Linked DNA regions of Zea mays: regions 1 and 2 are each linked to region 3. The links are chromatin contacts, called in public Hi-C maps. All regions are on one chromosome and are shown on one strand. The core of a region is the stretch at or near the end of the contact, and the rest is flanking DNA. Distances in the headings are between cores, read along the strand shown.

Region 1 (2,700 bases), core at 172-2,671, 190 kb after region 3:
TTGGACTCCAAAACTAGATGGGGTTGTTGGATAAGGCAGATGCTTGATTTGCCGCATGGGGGAAATGCTCATTTGGTTTACAAGCGTAGTATACATGAAGGGATCATGCAAAATCACAGTGACCGGAAAAATGTCTTTTTTTTCTCATACAGAGTTGAGCCTGTGGAGAGGAAAAATGACCAGCTTTAGTCAATTTCTCATTCCCTTTTCTTTTTTCTTTTTCATTTTTTACAGCCTTCGATCGCTCATACAAATGAAAACAAACTGCTAGCTAAGATCTTATATACACGCTTCATACATCTTTCTCCCTTTTGGGTTCAGAAAGAAACATGTCTTTGTACAACACTGGAGAGCTCAAGCCACACTGCTCCTCCCTCCTTCCTCGTCAAGTACGATCCGTGTGTGCTCTTGGATCCGCGTTCCCAGGTGGCGTGTCTGTAGCCTCTGTTTATGTATGGATCAGCGATCACCTGGCCTCAGAGGCAGAGCCCTTCATTATCCTGAGCTTCTTGCACGAAGAGATGAACATACTGCAAAGGGGGTGAAATTAAGAATCACAATTAATCAGGCTTCTGTTCACCAAACGTATCCTCAGATCCACAGAACGGAGCAGCATGCTTGCTGATCCGAACCCGACGGTGTACTTACTCCCAGGGCACGTCTCCGGCGAGCATGAGGTCGCCGTCCTTGTCTTCGTAGGCGATGGCGTGCTGGTGGTGGTCGCCGCCGCCCTCTGCCGCCGCGGAGAAGGAGTTGGTGAAGAGCGCGTCCAGAGCCTCCCTGAGCTCCCTGTACCCCTTGTACATCCGGAGGTCCACCTTCCTGAGGTACGGCGCGCCGTCCATGCTCACCTTCACGTACAGGCCTCCCTGCTGCTGCTGCTTCTGCTTCTGCTCGACCTTCTTGGCCGCCGCCGCCGCCTGGAAGGTGTTCTTCCTGTACGCCCTCACCGGCGGCCACCCGACCACTTGCGCCCTGACGAAGCGAAAAAGGCAGGTTAGCCCATGCACCCCTGTCTCTTGAATTGAATCTTGATGCAGGCGGTGCCTACGAAGGGAGCTGGGAGCGTGTACATGGGGGGTCTAGTTCTTACTTGGGAGGCGCGGCGGTGTCGTGGTCGTGGTCGAAGTCGAGGTCTCTGGCGGCCGGGCTGGTCCCCGAGGCCTCGCTCTTGGTGCCGTCGTCCAGAGCGCGCTTGGCCCCGACGGAGGGCGACGGCTTCTTCTGCCAGTCGTCGCTGCTGCTGCTGCTGGTCCCAGGCAGGCCGAGGCGGAGCTCGGTGGCGCTCAGGTTGTCGGCGTCGAGCTCCATGGATCGGAAGCGAAAGGAGAGCTTGTTTGGTAGCTGCTCTGCTCTTGACTCGAGAGAGGGAGGAGATGAGGATCGAGGAGAAACTTTGTGTGGGACTGGGATTGAAGAGGTGCCGGTGAGACTGAGACCCCGCGCTTTATAGGGTGGTTGACTGGTTGCGACGAGGCTTTCGCCACCGCCGCGGCGCTGGCGCGTTTTAAATGGTGGCGCGGAGGCGCGTGTCCCGCGGCGGGGGTGGCAGCGGGGCCAGGGGGGCAGGTGGGCCGGCGGCATGGCCCGATGCCGCTGCCTGGGCCCGGGCCGACAGGTGGGGCCTGGGAGGCTTGGACGCGGGGTCGTGGGGTGGAGATTCCTTGTCGGGCCTGGGACGGTTGGGGCCGGGAGGCGGCAGCCCACGTGGTGCGCGGTCGCGCGGGGCCCACCTGCCTGCGGGGCAAGGCGCCGTGTGATTGGGTTGGGTGGGCAACCGGCAGTGCACACGTGTCGGCGGTTGGACGCGCGGGCAGGGCTCCGCCCGTGTGCGCAACGTGTTCGTGTTCGTGGGAAGAAAAAAATAGACGCGGTTTTTTCAAATTGCTGTGGACGGAGACGGACTGGAGGTGAGACTTGAGAGGGAGATGCTGGGAGGTTTCCCCACACGCCGACATGATGAGGCTGGTTTGTGTTGAGAAACACTAATGAAGGGTTACATGGGCAAATACTGAATATAGCTCTGAGGGCTATCGCGTCTCTATATATAGAACTTGTACCCCTCATATGGAATAGAGAAGAGAAAGAGGTCAGAGGCCCAACCCTACATCATATCTATTGTGTTTCCTCTGTCGTGCTAATGGGAAGGGAGACTGGTACTCTACAGCTTCTTGCGCCTCTACTGCTGACGGGAGGAAAGGGAGTGGATCTGATGATCCGTGTTGACGTAGTTCTTAACACGTTATCAGCACGCTCTACCTTAATGTTGCTACGGATTCGATCGGCACCGACCCTCCATCACGCCGGCAGGTCCTCCGGTTTAGCCGAACTGTCCTACGCGACCGGCTCAGATTCATCTACGCAACCAAATTGAGTGGTATGATTTTGTTTGTTAGTAGAATGGATCTACCCGCCCCCGCTCGGTGTGGCTAGCGCCACCACTAGAGACCGCGCCAGCAGCGCCGTCCCTCACCCCCGCGTCGGCACGTAGTGCACTGCGTGCATGCCGGCCGCCGCCGCATGTGCCTGCCGCAAACGTTGAATTTGATATTGGTGTGCGAGAGCGTGTCGCGACCGTCGGGAACCACACGGCCGAACATAGCAGCACCGTGACTGCGTGTAACGACGACACGCGCAGGTCAACTCAATGTCACGCTGTAGGCTACCCATGGGCGAGCTTCGTCCCAGCCGACGTGTGCC
Region 2 (2,700 bases), core at 14-2,513, 200 kb before region 3:
CTCTGTACAACGGGGCTTATTACAGAAGCTCCAGTCGCACAAGAACAGACTGATCCCTCGAACCATGCGCACAATCACACCATTAGCGTGCACATATAGTTGTATCATGCTTATTCCAACACTGCATTCTTCGATTATGAGTCAAAACTCGGGTGTTGCTGTAAATATGAAACCCAGAAGGTTTGTCAATTGTATAAATATATGGCTGCTTGCTAAACTTCTTGGATTTATTTGTTTGTTTATTTATTAAGCTCTGATCCTCTGGGGTTTGTCTCCGTAGTGTCAAGCCCATTGAATGGCGTAGCTGCTGTAGTTGGTCTGCTTGTCGGCGTAGCGGTCCCAGATCATGATCCCGGCGTAGCTGGGCGCCTTCTGCACCACCGGGAGGACGCCGTAGTACAGGTTCTTGGGGTGCACGTACCCGACCGTCCGCTCCGACGCCGGCAGGCCGACGTAGAGCCCGGAGCCCGGGTACGCCGCGGCCCACTTGTCCCACTCCTGCTGCCAGTACGCGGCGCAGCGCGCGTCGCCGTAGAGCCTGACGTTGACGCGGGTAACGAGCCCCGTGGCGAGCAGCCGCAGCGCCGGCCCGTCCGGCGGGAACGCGCACCGCGGCGTCGCCGACAGCTGCACGGGCGTGCGGGCGCGGAACTGCCGGTTGTAGCTCCACAGGCGCGCGGCCAGCGCGTCGAGGTGGTCCGGCGGCGGGCGGCCGCCGCGGTCGAGGAAGAAGTCGAGGCCGTCGACGTACGCGTCGCCGAACGGGCGGCGCACGCCGGCGCGCGGCGCCGGCGCCGGGAAGTAGGCGTACCAGAGGTAGTCGGCGAGGTCCGCGGCGGCCTCGGCGCTCGGCAGGGAGTGCTGCCGGCCGCCGAGGGAGAGGAACACCATGATGCTCTTCGACTGGCAGTGCTTGATGTCGGCGCCGATGCCGGCGACGGGGTGGCCCGAGAGGTCCAGGCTCGGCGGGCTGTTGCCGGGGCCGGCCGAGACGTTGAGGAAGGAGATGACGACGATGGTGTACGTGCCCGTGTCGCAGGCCTCTCGGAGCGTGCCCTCGGCCTTGTTCCGGCCCCAGAAGACAGTCACCTGCCCGGTCTTCCCCGCGGCCGCGGCCGGGCCGGCGAGGAAGAGGGAGCCAGCGACGGCCACAAGGGCCGCCAGGGGCAGTAGAGTGGTTGCTGGTCTATTACTTGCGACCGCCATTGGTGTCTCGTTGGTTAATTGCTGCTACCACTACTCGTCACTACTCTTGCGTGTGCGTGTAGCAGCAGTCACCCATCACCCATTATATGCCTTTCATTTGGTGTTCGTCTTAGACTTGTCTTGTTTTGGATCGAATCGGGAAAGAGGAGGACAGCTCACCGAGCTAGAAGGACGTGGACGTGGTACATAGCATGGCGGCGAATCGACTATGCATGCTGTTGTGTTTGACCGACGCACGACGCAGTGTCTCGTGTCCGCCCCTTGCATTATTACCCACTGCTGCCTTTAAAATAATTGTTGCCTGGCCGATTTGAATTTGTCGTCTTTCTACATCAACCTTTAAAATAATAGAACGTGATAGGAACCTTCTCGTCCATATATTAAGCATGGCAACGGGTACATACCTATCGCGTAGTATCATTCCTGTTCGGCACCAAATTAAGGTGCGAACAGTCCGGCCCTGAGGCCGAACGGTCCGCGGTCCGCACGGTCCGCACCTGTGGGCCAGACAGTCCGCGCGTGCGCAGAGTAGTTTAGGGTTCCGAGTTTTGTGCTACGATTGTTAGCTAGATTCGCGGGATTCGCTCGGAAATTAGTTTGTAAAGGGTCCAGTCCCCCTCCTCTATAAATAAAGAGGTATACGGTCGATTTGAACAAGAAATCGAACCTTCAATCAATACAATTTACATTTTATCCTAGGAGTAGTTCTAGTCTAGTTTAGGTTTAGTCTTCCAATCCCCAAATCTTCCGCTTCTCTTCGACTCTACGTCGATTAGAGGAGTCTAGGTCGGTCTACCCGAGCCTAGACATCTCCTAGGATTTCTCCTCCCCGACGGGGTCCCTCCCGGGAGCGAGATCCAGGCGCCGCCGGCGATCTTCCGCCACCCCTGCGCACGTGCGGACCGTCCGGCCCTAGGGCGCAGACCGTCCGGCCGTCAAGCAGGAAACCCTAGCCTCTGCACCAGGTCACGGACCGTCCGGCCTCTGGCCGCGGACTGTCCGCGCCTGACCAGAGAGCACCGCCGCCTCGCGCCAGGCCGCGGACCGTCCGGCTCTGTGCCGCGGACCGTCCGCGCCTGACCAGAGAGCACCGCCGCTGGTTCTTTTGAGTGATTGGCGCCTCCAAAAAGGTGTCAACATACTTTTTGGCGACTCCGTTGGGGACAAACAGATATAGACGCATCAAATCGGCCCTCAATGGCCGGTTCAAGAGATAGCTCTGATATTTCCCCAAGCAACATCATAGAGCCGACTTGGGAGACCTTGCCGGCTGACGAACAGCTCTAATTCGAGGAGCACAAGGAGCAGATGATCCAGGAGGCAAAAGCAAAGTTCTTGGCCAACTTCAAAGTGGACAGGAACAACAAGGTCGTCCGACATCGGGCGACGGATCCGGCTTCGCTCCGACCCACACTAGAAATCCCCAATGTAAGTAATACAAACAAGCTACAATCTCTTAGAAATTATGTAGATGAACAGCGTGAACAAATGCAA
Region 3 (2,700 bases), core at 114-2,613:
CTCGGGATTGGATTCATGCGTGCTGGAACTTGGAAGTCTGGAGTGGACTTTGGAAGCCTGGATTCCAGAACAAGAACTCAAGAAGTCTAGGAGCCGCCGAGCAGGTAGGGAATTAGGGAAATAAAGAGAAGAGGCGGCTGGCGTTCGACGTTCCATCTTCAGTAGAGGCGGCTGGCGTTTCAACTCCCTGTAGTCGGGCCGCCTGCCAAAAAAGCCCACGAAGGCAGGAAATCAAAAAATCTAGGTCCTAAACCTAGTCGCGCAGAACCGGCTAATCGAGCGACTAATCGACCCTAATCGTCGACTAGTCGGACGGCCAGGGCGATTAGGTACTCTAATCGAGTCGGTTGTGCTAATCGAGCTCTGCTAACCGACTAGCCCGACCGCGATTAGTCAGATGACTTGAAAACAAAGATAGAGACATACTTTTTTATATTCTTTGCATTGTTTTGTTTCTATCCAAAACTGCTATTTAGAAATTGGAAAATCTGCACATTGAAAAATCTAATGGATTAGATATGTTGATTTGTTTTTATTCACGAGCATAATCAAATAAATTAGATTTAGAATTGGACTGCACGCAGTGAACTACTGAACTGAACTGTGTTCAATAATTTAAATACTCACGGCTGAGCCGTGAGCTGTAGGCTGGAGCACAAGCACGAGCCAGCACCGAGCGGCGGAGCACTGGAGCAGCAGGCGAGCAGGGAGGCGGCCAGGCGGGAGCAGCCAGCCAGCAAGCAGGCAGCAGCGGAGCAGCCCACAGCCGAGCGCCCAAGCTGGAGCTGCTGCAGAGCCTGCAGCGTGCCGCTGCGCGCCGGCAGGACAGGAGCGGCCGAGCGGGAGTGCAGGACTGTGGCCTGCGGGACGCGGGGATGGGCGGACGGCGTAGCGCTTACAGTCCGCGGACAGCGGACTCACGGTGGCGGCTAAGATAGTGAGACCGATGACCTAATCTCTATTTGGACCGGTTCAAGGTTTTGCCCAGTTAATATTGGACCATATTGGGCCTTCCGCCCCTGCTCGCAAGACACACTGAACAAAGAATCCACACGGCTCTCCAAAAGATAGAGAGATAATTCACATGCTTCTCTCTCTCTGAAAAAAAGGAACTTGCATGGTTGACACGGAAAACGTCATTAAACGCGCACGTGGCTGCAAATGCAACGTAACAGATCCATCATCTATCCATCCATAGAATCAGACGGCCACAGAAGGCAACGACCGTGTGCCTGTCCACCGGCGCAGGTGGCCCACAGACGCCCGTGCGATTCATCCGTCTCGGCCCACCAACCACGGGAGGGGCCCCAGGGCCCTCCTTAGTCCTTACAAATACCGGCAGCAGCATCACCCGGCCACCACCACCCACCCGTTTTATCCACGCACGGCGTCGAACACCCCGCGGTCGCTCACGTGAGGCGCCACCCCGCGCACCCAGTCAGCGCCCGCCTCCACCACCCACCCACACGACAAAAATCCGCCATGGCCTTCGCGCTCAAGGCCGCCGCCGCGGGGTCGGCGTCGTTCTCCGCCGCGGGGCCGAGGCGGCGCGCCGCGGCGACTGGTAGGGTCTCGTTCCGGAGCGCCGCGCCCGTGGTCGCCGTCAGGGCCGCGGCGGCGGCGGCCGCCGCTGTGGCGGAGGACAAGCGCAGCATCTCCGGCACCTTCGCCGAGCTCAGGCAGCAGGGGAAGGTACACTCCTCGACGAATCCTTCATTTCCTTCTCTTTTCAGAAAGATAGGGAACCAAAAAAAAAAAAATAAAATAAAATCGCGGCCCGTAGTCGGACCCTACAGAGAAGGCACGGCTATGGGTATGGGAGGCGTCGCAGACTGACTGCCTCTGGTTACCGGGTTGTCTCACGCTGTTTTGTCGTGTTGAGATCGGAAGAACCAGGACTGTGTCCAACTCCATCCCTGCCTCGGTCATGTTAGCGTTACATCCCGGCGCCCCATTCCCAATGCTATGCGTGGTTTTTCTGGTTTGATGTATCTGGACCTGCTGTATTTCTATTATGATAATAATACAAATGTGGTTATCCTCTGTTCAAAAAAAAGTGAACCAGTGCTCGATGGATTTCATCAATCGCCACGTTTCTTTCCTCTGCACTGTATATATGGTGCTAAGAAGTAAGAGCAATCCATATGTGTGTGACATTACACTTAGGGCTAGTTTGGAAGAAAGGGGAGGCAAACGAAAACCCCCATATATAACTAACAAATTTTTCATATAAACTAAATATCTTATTTAAATGTCATCTGGAGGGATTTCTCACTCTGGGAAAAGAGGGGTGATTTGGGTTCCAAAACTAGACCTTAGGGCTGGTTTGGTGACCAAAGATCACGAGGGGATCATTCACCATGGATCCACTCGTGATCCCTGGTCACCAAATCAGCCCTTAGATTTTTGTAGTGCAATAGGAGCAGTACTAAAGGTACTGAGGTTATATGACATTTATCATTCTGTATCGGCGTTGATTTTTTTTTTGTTCACCCCTACTTTTTCTCCCGTTTTATATTGTTTGGTTTGAGCTCGCTGCTATCTGAAAACTCTCCAGACTGCCTTGATTCCCTTCATCACTGCTGGAGACCCTGACTTGGCCACCACAGCAAAAGCACTCAGGATCCTTGATGCGTGTGGTTCAGACGTGATCGAACTGGGTGTGCCTTACTCCGATCCATTGGCTGACGGCCCTGTTAT

What was found. A called contact is a pair of places that touch in the nucleus more often than the background predicts.
Region 1: a contact with region 3 is called in a Hi-C map of ear, with 2.2 times the contacts expected there. The contact joins the promoter of LOC100280600 here to the promoter of LOC100170238 in region 3. A contact is called at or near these places in 2 of 25 Hi-C or Micro-C datasets (ear and tassel).
Region 2: a contact with region 3 is called in a Hi-C map of tassel, with 4 times the contacts expected there. The contact joins the promoter of LOC100280478 here to the promoter of LOC100170238 in region 3. A contact is called at or near these places in 7 of 25 Hi-C or Micro-C datasets (bundle sheath, ear, endosperm and 2 more).

The regions. Positions count from the first base shown.
Region 1 is chr7:11,124,879-11,127,578 of Zm-B73-REFERENCE-NAM-5.0, forward strand. It overlaps LOC100280600 (IAA24 - auxin-responsive Aux/IAA family member), which reads right to left and starts at 1,422. Exons shown (of 3, transcript NM_001153519.1): 1 at 1,094-1,422; 2 at 649-975; 3 at 122-530. The coding sequence starts at 1,311. The coding sequence ends at 467.
Region 2 is chr7:10,733,596-10,736,295 of Zm-B73-REFERENCE-NAM-5.0, forward strand. It overlaps LOC100280478 (xylanase inhibitor protein 1), which reads right to left and starts at 1,264. Exons shown (of 1, transcript NM_001153398.2): 1 at 107-1,264. The coding sequence starts at 1,206. The coding sequence ends at 283. It overlaps LOC100384250 (Guanylate-binding family protein), which reads left to right. Exons shown (of 17, transcript NM_001357883.1): 17 at 1-214. The coding sequence ends at 53.
Region 3 is chr7:10,932,222-10,934,921 of Zm-B73-REFERENCE-NAM-5.0, forward strand. It overlaps LOC100170238 (tryptophan synthase alpha), which reads left to right and starts at 1,364. Exons shown (of 8, transcript NM_001254838.2): 1 at 1,364-1,692; 2 at 2,558-2,700. The coding sequence starts at 1,483.